2 separate regions of the Mus musculus genome follow, and region 1 is linked to region 2. A link is a contact called in public HiChIP or PLAC-seq data. All regions are on one chromosome and are shown on one strand. Each heading gives the region's core, a stretch centred on a gene start, on an enhancer-like site or on the middle of the called end of the contact. The rest is flanking DNA. Distances are from core to core; before and after follow the strand shown. Region 1 overlaps Selp (selectin, platelet). Region 2 overlaps Kifap3 (kinesin-associated protein 3).

The links. HiChIP or PLAC-seq counts read pairs in DNA pulled down with a chosen protein or histone mark.
Region 1: a contact with region 2 is called in an H3K27ac HiChIP or PLAC-seq map of the HPC-7 cell line, with 17 times the contacts expected there. The contact joins two enhancer-like sites. A contact is called at or near these places in 1 of 39 promoter capture datasets (the 3T3-L1 cell line), 37 of 484 Hi-C or Micro-C datasets (3T3-L1-derived adipocytes, the Ba/F3 cell line, the G1E-ER4 cell line and 20 more) and 2 of 115 datasets of contacts at active chromatin or transcription factors (the HPC-7 cell line and T-cell acute lymphoblastic leukemia).

Annotation. Positions count from the first base shown.
Region 1 is chr1:164,133,918-164,138,953 of GRCm38.p6, reverse strand. Selp (selectin, platelet) reads right to left here. Exons shown (of 16, transcript NM_011347.2): 8 at 4,902-5,036; 9 at 1,665-1,850. Among named protein-coding and RNA genes, the nearest start is that of F5, 15 kb to the left of the region's middle. Within about 2 kb of position 2,078, at least 142 of the 459 cell types and tissues checked have an H3K27ac peak or open chromatin away from gene starts, as enhancers often do. A contact at or near this core is called in the G1E-ER4 cell line and the HPC-7 cell line, where this site is marked.
Region 2 is chr1:163,831,902-163,836,885 of GRCm38.p6, reverse strand. All of the region lies in intron 10 of Kifap3 (kinesin-associated protein 3), which reads right to left. Among named protein-coding and RNA genes, the nearest start is that of Kifap3, 55 kb to the right of the region's middle. Within about 2 kb of position 3,070, at least 7 of the 459 cell types and tissues checked have an H3K27ac peak or open chromatin away from gene starts, as enhancers often do. A contact at or near this core is called in the G1E-ER4 cell line and the HPC-7 cell line, where this site is marked.

The DNA of each region.
Region 1 (5,036 bases), core at 829-3,328, 300 kb before region 2:
ATATTTATTTAAAGGCATAGTCTCTTGTCTGATCACTGGTCACATTTCTAAGGCCTGTTTCAGAATTTACCCCTGCAGTCTGTGCCTGGATCCAGGATTTTGAAGCCCTGCCGCTAGGTGGCAGTGTGGTTTGCTGGAAACACCCTGTGTTCAGCCATTCTGCCCTTCCTGCAATGTGCCTATTGGCAGCTACTCGCTCGCTCTTAATGCCCCGTTTTCTTCATCTTTCAGAAGGAGCTAACAATAGCTTCTTTAGAGGTGGTTAGTGTAGACTGAATACGAAAATCTATGTGAAGTGATGCTCTCTTCATTACTAACTCTGACTACACTGAATGCTAAATAGGAACAGTGACCCCTCTGAAACCAAACAGAAGCTGTAAATTAACACAGTGCTGTTTTAGAGCATATGACATGTTTGTAGCACAAGCAATACATTGTACCTGCTAGGTGCTACCAGGAAGCTAAAGACAGGGGAGGCCCACCCTATTTTTGAGGGTTCCACTAGTTCACACTGTCAGCATGTTGCACTTGAGTGTTGCCAGGAACCCATTAGCTTCAGTTCAACTGGTGCCTGTTACACACTCATTTGGATTCCATTTACTATTGCAGGTGGTATAAAGATGAAGGAGGGTCTGAGGAAGTGGTTCTGGGGGTGAAGTACCTGCCAGGCAAGCACAAGGACCTAGATCAGATCTTGGGGCCCTGTGTAAAAGCCAGACATGGCCACACACATCTGTAATCCTAGGGTATATAGACAGGTAGATACCTGGACCTTGCTGGCTGATCAGCATAGCTAACTGGTATGAGTGCTGGGTTCAGTGGGAGACTATGTGTCTTAAAGATAAGGTCATAAGTAGTGACGGAAGACTCCTAACATTGTATTTTTGTGACCATATGCATACAACTCCTGCACATACACACACATACATACACTACACAGGCATGCACACATATTATATACACATGTATGTGCACACCCAGAGGCATGGACATATATTATACACACATGCATACATGTGTACTCACAGAGGCATGCATATGTATTATACACATGCATGTGCACACACAGAGGCATGCATACACACATATATTATATAGACATATGAATGCATATGTATACAGACACAGTGAAGAAGGGACAGTTCCTGCTCTCATTGAGTGTAAAGTCCATAAAGAAGTAGAAAGAAATCAAGAGCCAGGGGAGGTTAGATCACACCCATTCCCAAATAAGCTCCTACTCTGAGACTTGGTGGGGTAGGTAAAGGTTGGTGTAGAAATAGATGGGTGGAGAGTATGGTAGAAATGAGCAAGAATGCTTAGAAGCAAGTTAAGTGCTTCAATACATAGCTGGGTCTCATCACTTGTGAATGGTGATGCCCTTGGACCATGTCACCCCAGAGCCTTTGTTTCTTCTTCATCTGTAGTATGGGGATAATTCTGACTTCCCTGGTTATTCTAGAACACTGATCTCATGTGCTATGATGACGCAAAGGCGTTGTTGAGTGTGAAGTGCTTTACTCAATTTTAAAAAAGGTTATTCGGCAAGAAAGAGATTTTTGGTCTAGATCCTCACACCTGTTGTTTACATATGAGATATGAAGGTATTTCTTCCCTCTCTGGTGGTATCTGAGAAGTCACAAGGAAGGACAGACCCACGTGCCTACCTTCACACGTGGGAGGGGTGCCTGTCCAGTGTCCAGATGGAGAACAATCCAGTCTTTCCGGTCCAGATAGATAAAATCCTTCATCGCACATGAACTGGCATGTGGATTTGTAGGTGGAATTCCCAAGAGGCTGAACGCAGGTCATGGATCCATTCTCAGGACTGAGCATAGGGGCACAGGACACAGCTGTAGTGAGGAGGACAGAGGGAGAGGGGCTTATGTTAGAGCTTGGCATTTTCAAACCCCCCCCACTCCCGGCCCCTGTGTGACTGCTCTCTGTCTTTCTCTACATTTAGCTAAAGGTGGTCATTTTCTGGCTTTTTATCTTTAAGGCATCAGGGAGCAGGGAGGTGGGTGACAGCTATGGCTTACCACTGACTGTCATTCTGAGATCTCACCCACTCAGGGTTTCAGAAGTGATTGTAAAAGGGACTTGGCACCCTTTAGAGAGATAGTGGCATGCTTCACGTTGAATGCCCTAGACCTCAGGGAAAGTCGCCCCCTTGATGTCTTCTTGAGAAACAAACCGGATGATGTTTCCAGCAAACAATGCCAAGAACTTAGAGGTGAAAGTGGGGGTGATTTCTTTCTCTTTCCCAGCCAGTGGTGAGAGAATCTGGGTCTACGTCTTAGCTTATACTATGCACGGTGACCCCTTTGCAGCCGTGGATGCTTTATTTTCAATGAAAATCTGTGACTCTTGCCTCACAGTACTTTTTATTTATATAGCAAGTCACACTTAGGCCACACTCAAAGATTAAATGTAAAAGGGAATAAAGTGGATACATATTTCATTGGTTGTCTGTAAATGACAATTTTCACCACTTCCCAGAAGTCTCAACCTGCAGGACCAGGCATAAATGACCCGCCAAGATAATGAAATCAGGTCTCCCAGTTATTTGGCAGCATATATAAACACAAGTCTGAGGTGCTTGGAGACTGGCTTGGATTGGGACTGACACTTTATGACTTTGGACAAGCCACTTAACCTCTCTGAATCTTGATATCTTAACGACTTAGTCAGATCGAGAGCGAACAGATTCTCGGTGCCAATGTCAGTAGCTGTCAAGGTGGACCTCTCTCGAGGGAGCTCGTGGTACCTTCCTGCCTTAACCACATGTGGGTATGTCACTTGACGCAATGAAGCCCAGATGAATCATGCTGACACTCGGAAGGGAAGGGCTAAGTGTAAACACGGTCTCGGGGACTTCTGCTCCTTGTCTTGGTTATGCAGTATATGGCTTTAAATCAGAGGAAATGGGGCAGCAGTCCTTGTTGTTTCCAGGTACTGTCTGCACCTTTCTTGTCCCTTCATTCCATACCGTCCCTGGCAGTACACCTCTCACTCTAATCAACTTATACAGAGACTGAGATACAGTCTGCCACTTGCAAAGTCTTCCTGTGTTCAGTGTGTGTGTGTGTGTGTGTGTGTGTGTAGAGAGAGAGACAGAGAGAGAGAGAGAGAGAGAGAGAGAGAGAGAGAGAGAGAGAGAGAGAGAAGGCTGTAAGCCAGAAATGCAGAGGGGAAAAGGGTGTGGGTCCTTGCTTTGGTGAAGTCATGGCAGAGTCATTTCCAGCTCTCCAGTGACTTTGCAAGGATGAGTGTAGAGGGCTGTGGGGACGGTGACAAGGAAAATGATCTGATAACGCTCTCTCCCTCGGAAGTGTCACAATAGCTTGTGGATTTCAGGCCTCGTGGTACCTTCCTGCCTCAACCGCATGTGGGTATTTCACTTGATGCACACCCAGTAAGAAGAGGAGAAAGTTCCCTCAGAGTAAACAAAGGGCTAAAAGCAGAAGGGAACTGGAAGGTCACAGGAAGCTGTGGTGAGTGGCAGGCCCTGGCAGTGAACACCCACAGGCAGGACTGTGGAGCAATGAGTAGCTTTCCTGGAAGGGTCTGATCCTCCTGATAATCCTGCTGAGGATTTTGGAGCTCTTCCTCAAAGCTGTATAGACTTCAGTGTCGTGAGGATAAGAGCAAGGGACAAGCCCAGAGCCTCACTCTGTTCTATCCAGACCCAGTTCCTCAATCCCAACCCCAACTCCAGAACTTGACTTAGGTTCTGATGCCTTGAACGAAGGATATCGTATTATGCTGTTAATTAATTAATTAGTTATTCATACATGAATTGTTTGCTTTATAATGGTGTGTGTGTGTGTGTGTGTGTGTGTGTGTGTGTGTGTGAGAACACTTGTGGGACCTGAATAGCAAGTGGTTTCTTTTTCATGAAAAACGTGCTTGCTTTTACTCATATATTTGAAAGCCCATACTAAGTTAAGTGATACAGAAATATTTCACATTGCACATATTAAGTATATTGTTAAAATCAAATATACACAATAAAATACTATTACAAAAATTGCATGAGAGCATATCAGAAGCACTTAGAAATATTTCCTTTGGATGGTTGATATTTACGAGACTATTTTAATGTCTCTATTTTCCTATATATCTGTAGATTTTACAAATATAAATCTTGTTTTGTTAAAAGTGTTTGTCATAAATTTGGCTAAAGTTTTGGGTACATTGAAAGAGAAAGAAATGGGAAAATATGAAAATCACACACTATAAAGTCAGGTGACTAGAACAGCTCTGCTTCACACAGGATGTTATGGTGCTCACAGGACATGCTGGCTTCTTAACACCGAGTCTAACACAGATAGATATAAATTGTCCTAATGAGGCTATGCTTTGCTTTCTTCCGAGAATGCTTTAATCTCCAGTTCATGGCACGGATTCTCCCCAGTGCTCCACACTATAGCCTAACTATGTTTCTCCAGTGTTAAACAGAGAATGCTTACTTCTAGATTCTGTAATTCTGCCTTTCTCATTCCTCCCGGACATGCCATGACCCCTACCAAGAAAGTGTCAGATCAGTCTTGGAGCCAACACTCAGAGTTAAGTTTTCTTTCCCGTCCTCTTTCTGGACCCCGTGCTTAGTGAGTACCACTGTGATAGGAGCCTGCCAGTCCTGATGTAGATTCTGATAAAGACACCGCAAAGGTCACCACATTGTTATCATTGCTAAATATCCTGACACTCATGATGTTTGCTTAGTCTCTGACGACATTTGTATCTGGAATCCTTGGGGGTAGAGGATGAAGGAGTTAGGGACAGACAGCACTCGCTAATTTCTCAAGGTACACCTTATCCAGTTACCACCTCAGATATAGCCTTTAAGAATATTGCCTTCAACTTACTGCTAAGAAAAATGGGGGGAAATCCATCCTTACCTTGACATTCGGGAGGAGCCCCATTCCAGTGTCCAGTAGCCAGGCATCTTATCACACTTGCTCCCACCAAGAGCGAGCCTTCATCACAGGAAAAGCTGCAGACTGACTGGTACGTCAAGGTACCGAAGGGATCCG
Region 2 (4,984 bases), core at 1,821-4,320:
TATACATGCAGATATACACAATTTTACATATATATATATATATATGTATATATGTATCTCATATATTCATGTGAGCACTGTGTTGCAACAATATTAAATACATACTACTCTGAGTCAAAGTCCTAACCTTTTCAAAGGCACAGCTTTGGTAGCAGTTTCTTACTATACTTTTTACATAAGCTTGATGGCCAAACATCAGACATGTTAACAGATCACTGGAAGACTCCACTGGGAAGGTCAGCTTCTTACGCTAGGAACTGAAGACTCAATTATCTATACACATAACAACACAATAACAACTGCAATACCAGAAACTCAAGAATACCCGAAATGCAGTTTCTGTGAGCAAAGCAAAGCAGGACAGTCAAGGAAAACAGGTTTGCTCATTCAGGGTTGCAAGTCCCCTGCGGGAGGCTGAAGACCACCATTACCAGGATGAAAACCTTGGGGAATTTATTTGGAATTCAATTTTAAAAAATATCCAATTCAAATAAGCTCAGTTGTCAGTTTGCAAAATCTCAGGAGATGGAGCTAACACATCATCATAGGGGAGGGCACTCACTGCTCTCCATACGCTGCTGGTACAAAGGAAATGGCTTAGCAGGGGAAGGAAACAACATTCAAGAAAAATACACTGTGCCTTGAAGCCATTCAGAAAGTGTACATTCTTGAGCATACTAATAATATCTATAGCTTTAAACTATGAATTATCTTCAGATTTGTAAACTTGAATGAAAGACAATGATAGGTATTCACACACAGCAGAGCCCGCACGGAGAACCACAGACCACTCAGACCACAAGGTAACTAAAAGCCAGATAAAAAGCCTGGAATTTAGTTACTGTCCTAAAAACATGGGATTAAAATCCCAGTTCCTCTAGGAACAAGATTATCAACCAGTAGCCACCTTTATGGTTAAGAACCTCCCAAACACCCCTGAGGAGCTGGGAGCCAACAGACTACCATCCAAATGAGGACCATTTTCTATGCTAGTGAGAAATCCCACCTTCAGCTGCTGGCCGCAGGCGCAGAAGAAACCATCCTGTGGGAACTATGCTACTCCCATTGAAACTTGTCTGCATGACCTCACAGGACCAGAAATGAGACAATGACCAGCAAAACGACACCCTGTCTGAGACTGCTCACTTACGTATACCTCTTCCCATCCCCTAATTCTTTCTTCCTGAATATGTACTTGGGGCCACGGAACCCTTTTATATATGTCCTTTACGACGTGCTCCACCGATTACATCTCCTCTTGTGGCTTTTCACCATTTACCTCTCTTTAAGTCAGTTAACGTTACATCCTGAAGTCAGGGCTCTTGCCTAAAGCTCCAGTAACAGTCTTAAGTACAGTCACCTTAGTTTATGCTTTAATCATATCACTACTTTAACTTACATAAAAAATTTAGAAAATATATCTGTAATTGATTCTAAGAGACTTCTTGCAAACTGAAAATCTATATCCCCACAAAAATCAGATATTGAAACCTAATCTTCCGTGTGAAGATGTGTCAGCTTGGAGCTTTTGGGAGGTGAATATATCATTAGGAGAGTGCCATGTCTGTTATGAAAGATAACACGATTATAGAGCAAAATGTGGGTAAAGTCTCCAGTAGCAGGCTTCCCACTTACACTCTCTGGTCAGGCACATACTCATGTGAGAACCCACTTCCCAGAGTGAAGGAAACCAGATAAGAGATCACAGCACTTGGTTTCAGGGTAATAATTACAGATACACTGAGGAAAGCAAGAAGGAAGGTGCCTGGGTCTCAGTTTCTCTAAACACAAGCAACAAGCATCCAAAGAAACATCTACTTGGGTGAGAAAGGGAATTCACTCCATAATGCAAGAACCTATACCTTGTGAACCCATAGTCAAACAGTACTGAACAGAGAGCTCCAGGGCAGGTATCACCAGGACAGCGGACTTGCCCTCTGGACTACGTATGGCCGGACAGTCAAGTGATACCTCCTCAGTTAACAGGACATGGAGAAAGACTCTGCTTTCTAGATGGCAGAAGAGTAAATTAAGCACAGATCAGTGATAATGAAATTCAGCAGCAGTGGATCCAGGCTAGTATCTATAGACAGACCCTCTAGACCGGCCTGTTGGTATACTGATACCTAAGACAGAACTGTATCCTTGCTAACATGACCTGCAGCTGGCTGCAGGAGTCTTAGGTGGGTCTCGGTCACATTATGGACTCAACAAGATCTAGGCTCTAGGTGCAATATGGCATTATGCTGTGGGTGTTCAGGACACTGCCAGCCCTATACGCGCTCTAGACCCAGGCAGCATAAATAAGAGAACCAAGTCTACTTGGGAGAAGAAATGAGCAGGTACCAAACTGTTACTTCAGAATTTGATCCTCCCATGGTGAGGTAAGTACCAAGTAAAATCCTATGAGCCTGAACACAGGAAATTAATAAAGATGAACACTGTCTCTTGGCTCCAATAAAGGCTTGAAGTGGCAAACTATTCTTTTTAGGTATTCATAAACTCCATCTTAAACAATATATCAAGTTTGCATTTAGGCCAAGTTGGCTTTGGGCTTCTACAGCAGAAGCATTGAAGATAAGTAAATCAGGTAGGGATACATTGCAAACTCATACTTAGGGTACCATCTAGTGGTGATACAGCAATAGTGACCACAGGCTCACAAGAAAATAAGAATCCTGATTTAGAAATCCTGGAAGAAATGGACAAATGACAAGAGAATGGATTTCATCTAATTGCTAAAAGCATAGGTGTCCATTCGATTCCAATAAACATCAGTAAATTTTATAGACCTGCTATCTCACCACAAGCACAAAACAGGGCCAGAAACTGAGCAATGTTTATGAACTCATGGACAACTTAAAATTGTTACTCTGAGAACTCAAATTCAGGTGAACACACAGGAAGAAGTCAATAAGCTCTTACTTATCAGGCAAAGAAGAAAGAAGGAAACCAAACAAACCCCTGTGCTGGGAAGCATGCTAAATGACAGGAAAATGTGACAGAGGGCGACAGCAAAACACATCAGGGTTCAAAGGCAGGCCACTTGAAAACAGAGCCACAGGAGCCACGAAAGGATTGAGAAGAGGAACTGACTGAGCAACTGTTGGAGTTATTAGACCTGAACAGACTGGAGAAGCCAAAGCAGTAGAAAGTTTATTCAAAGATGGTAACAGAAAACCTCTAAATGTAGAAATAAATTAAACAGCTACATATACAAAGGCCAAAGATTACAAGTGAAAATTCACAAATTCATAAGGTTATAACATAAAACATGTATGCAAGCTTCAAAAGTTAAAGACAGGATTCTTAAGAAGCAAGATTTAAAAAAAAAAAACAAAAACAACTAATTTTCAAAGGTATCCCAGTGATCTGACAGTGGGCACACAACAAGGCCCTCAGAGACAAAGCGAGGGTGGGCCGTGTGATGCTCTTAAGGTACTGGAGGAAAGAAAACCTGACAAAAATAACATCTCTGAGAGCATGCTAGGAGCTAGGAAATAGTTAAAAGGGGTAAAATGGAATATCAAAAAATTCAAAATGCAGGGAGAGTTGGAATATAAGCACACTATTTTATTTGAAGGCAAGAAAGGAACTACAAAGGAAAGAGCCAAAATCCTTTAACAAGTCATATAATGGCTCCAGGTCATCCTGACACGAATAATGACATTAAATTCAAACCAAGTAAACTCTCCAAGTAAAAGACAGAGTGACAATGAAATTTATTACTTTATGTGTAGGAATATTTTATCTGCATGTGTATATTCATCCACGCATGTATAAAGGTCAGAAATGGGTATCAGATCCCCCGGGACTGGACTTACACATGGTTGTGAGCCACTTGCTGAGCCAACTCTCTAGCCAAGACAATGGATTATTTTTAGAGTCCCAATTAAGGCTTACACAATCGTTCACTTGTCACTAAGCCTGACAGTCTGATTTCAATTGCTGGGTCCTACATGGCGGAAGGTGAGAACTAGCACCCGTCAAGTGTCTTCTGATCACCATATGCACCTGTGTGGAATGTACCTGCATACCCTACCACATATGCATGTGAGTGCACACATACAGACATGCTGAAATACATGTAATGAAATAGAAAGGTTAGAAATGGGTATTTCACACAAATGGATTCTAAAAAGCAGTTATCATCTACACTTACATCAGAAGAAGCAATTTTTTCACTTTACATCCTGATTGTAGGCCCTCCTCCCTGTATCCCCCAGTCCCTACCCCTCTCCCCGAGAAGAAGTAATTTTAATCAAAAGTAGTAAAAAGAAACACAGAGAGTCATTCTGTAATGATAAGAGGATCACCTGTTCAAAGAAGAAAAGCAATCAGAAACACATGAGCATCCGACACTGAAAGAACTCAACATATAAGGCAATCAGACCTCAAAGGAGAAACCGAGCACCTTGTCACACACAGATAACATCACAGGACTCAGGTCTGTCCGACAATCAGTGGGCCAAAAAGCCACATTTAGAACAACTCATCCAAGACCTGCAGAATACATACACTGACACCTGGGGTACTCCACAGCATAGCACATGCAGGCCACAAAACAAACCTTGGCAAATGAAAAGAATTACAATTATACCAATATCTTACCTAATTACTACGTAATCAAACTAGAATTCAATAACAAGAAACCATACAATTACTTAGAAATTTAACATATACATCCAATCAACTGATGAGTGAAGGAAGAAATTGAGAGGAAATTTAAAACGATTCTCAAACCAAATGTAAATGGAAACACAGCACAATGTGGGGCACAGCAGAGCCCTGAGTGTGTGAAGAAGTCCTGGGTGGATGTGTGCTGTCCAGAAGAGCCAGCCATGTCTAGAACAAAGTCTCAGACCCATGAGAAGTTGGCAAAGCCTTGTCCTGGTGATGTAAGACTCAGGCGGATAACAAAGTCTTCACATGGCCTGACTGTGAATGTTGACAGTGTGTTCAGAAATGTCCACTGTTACCAGAG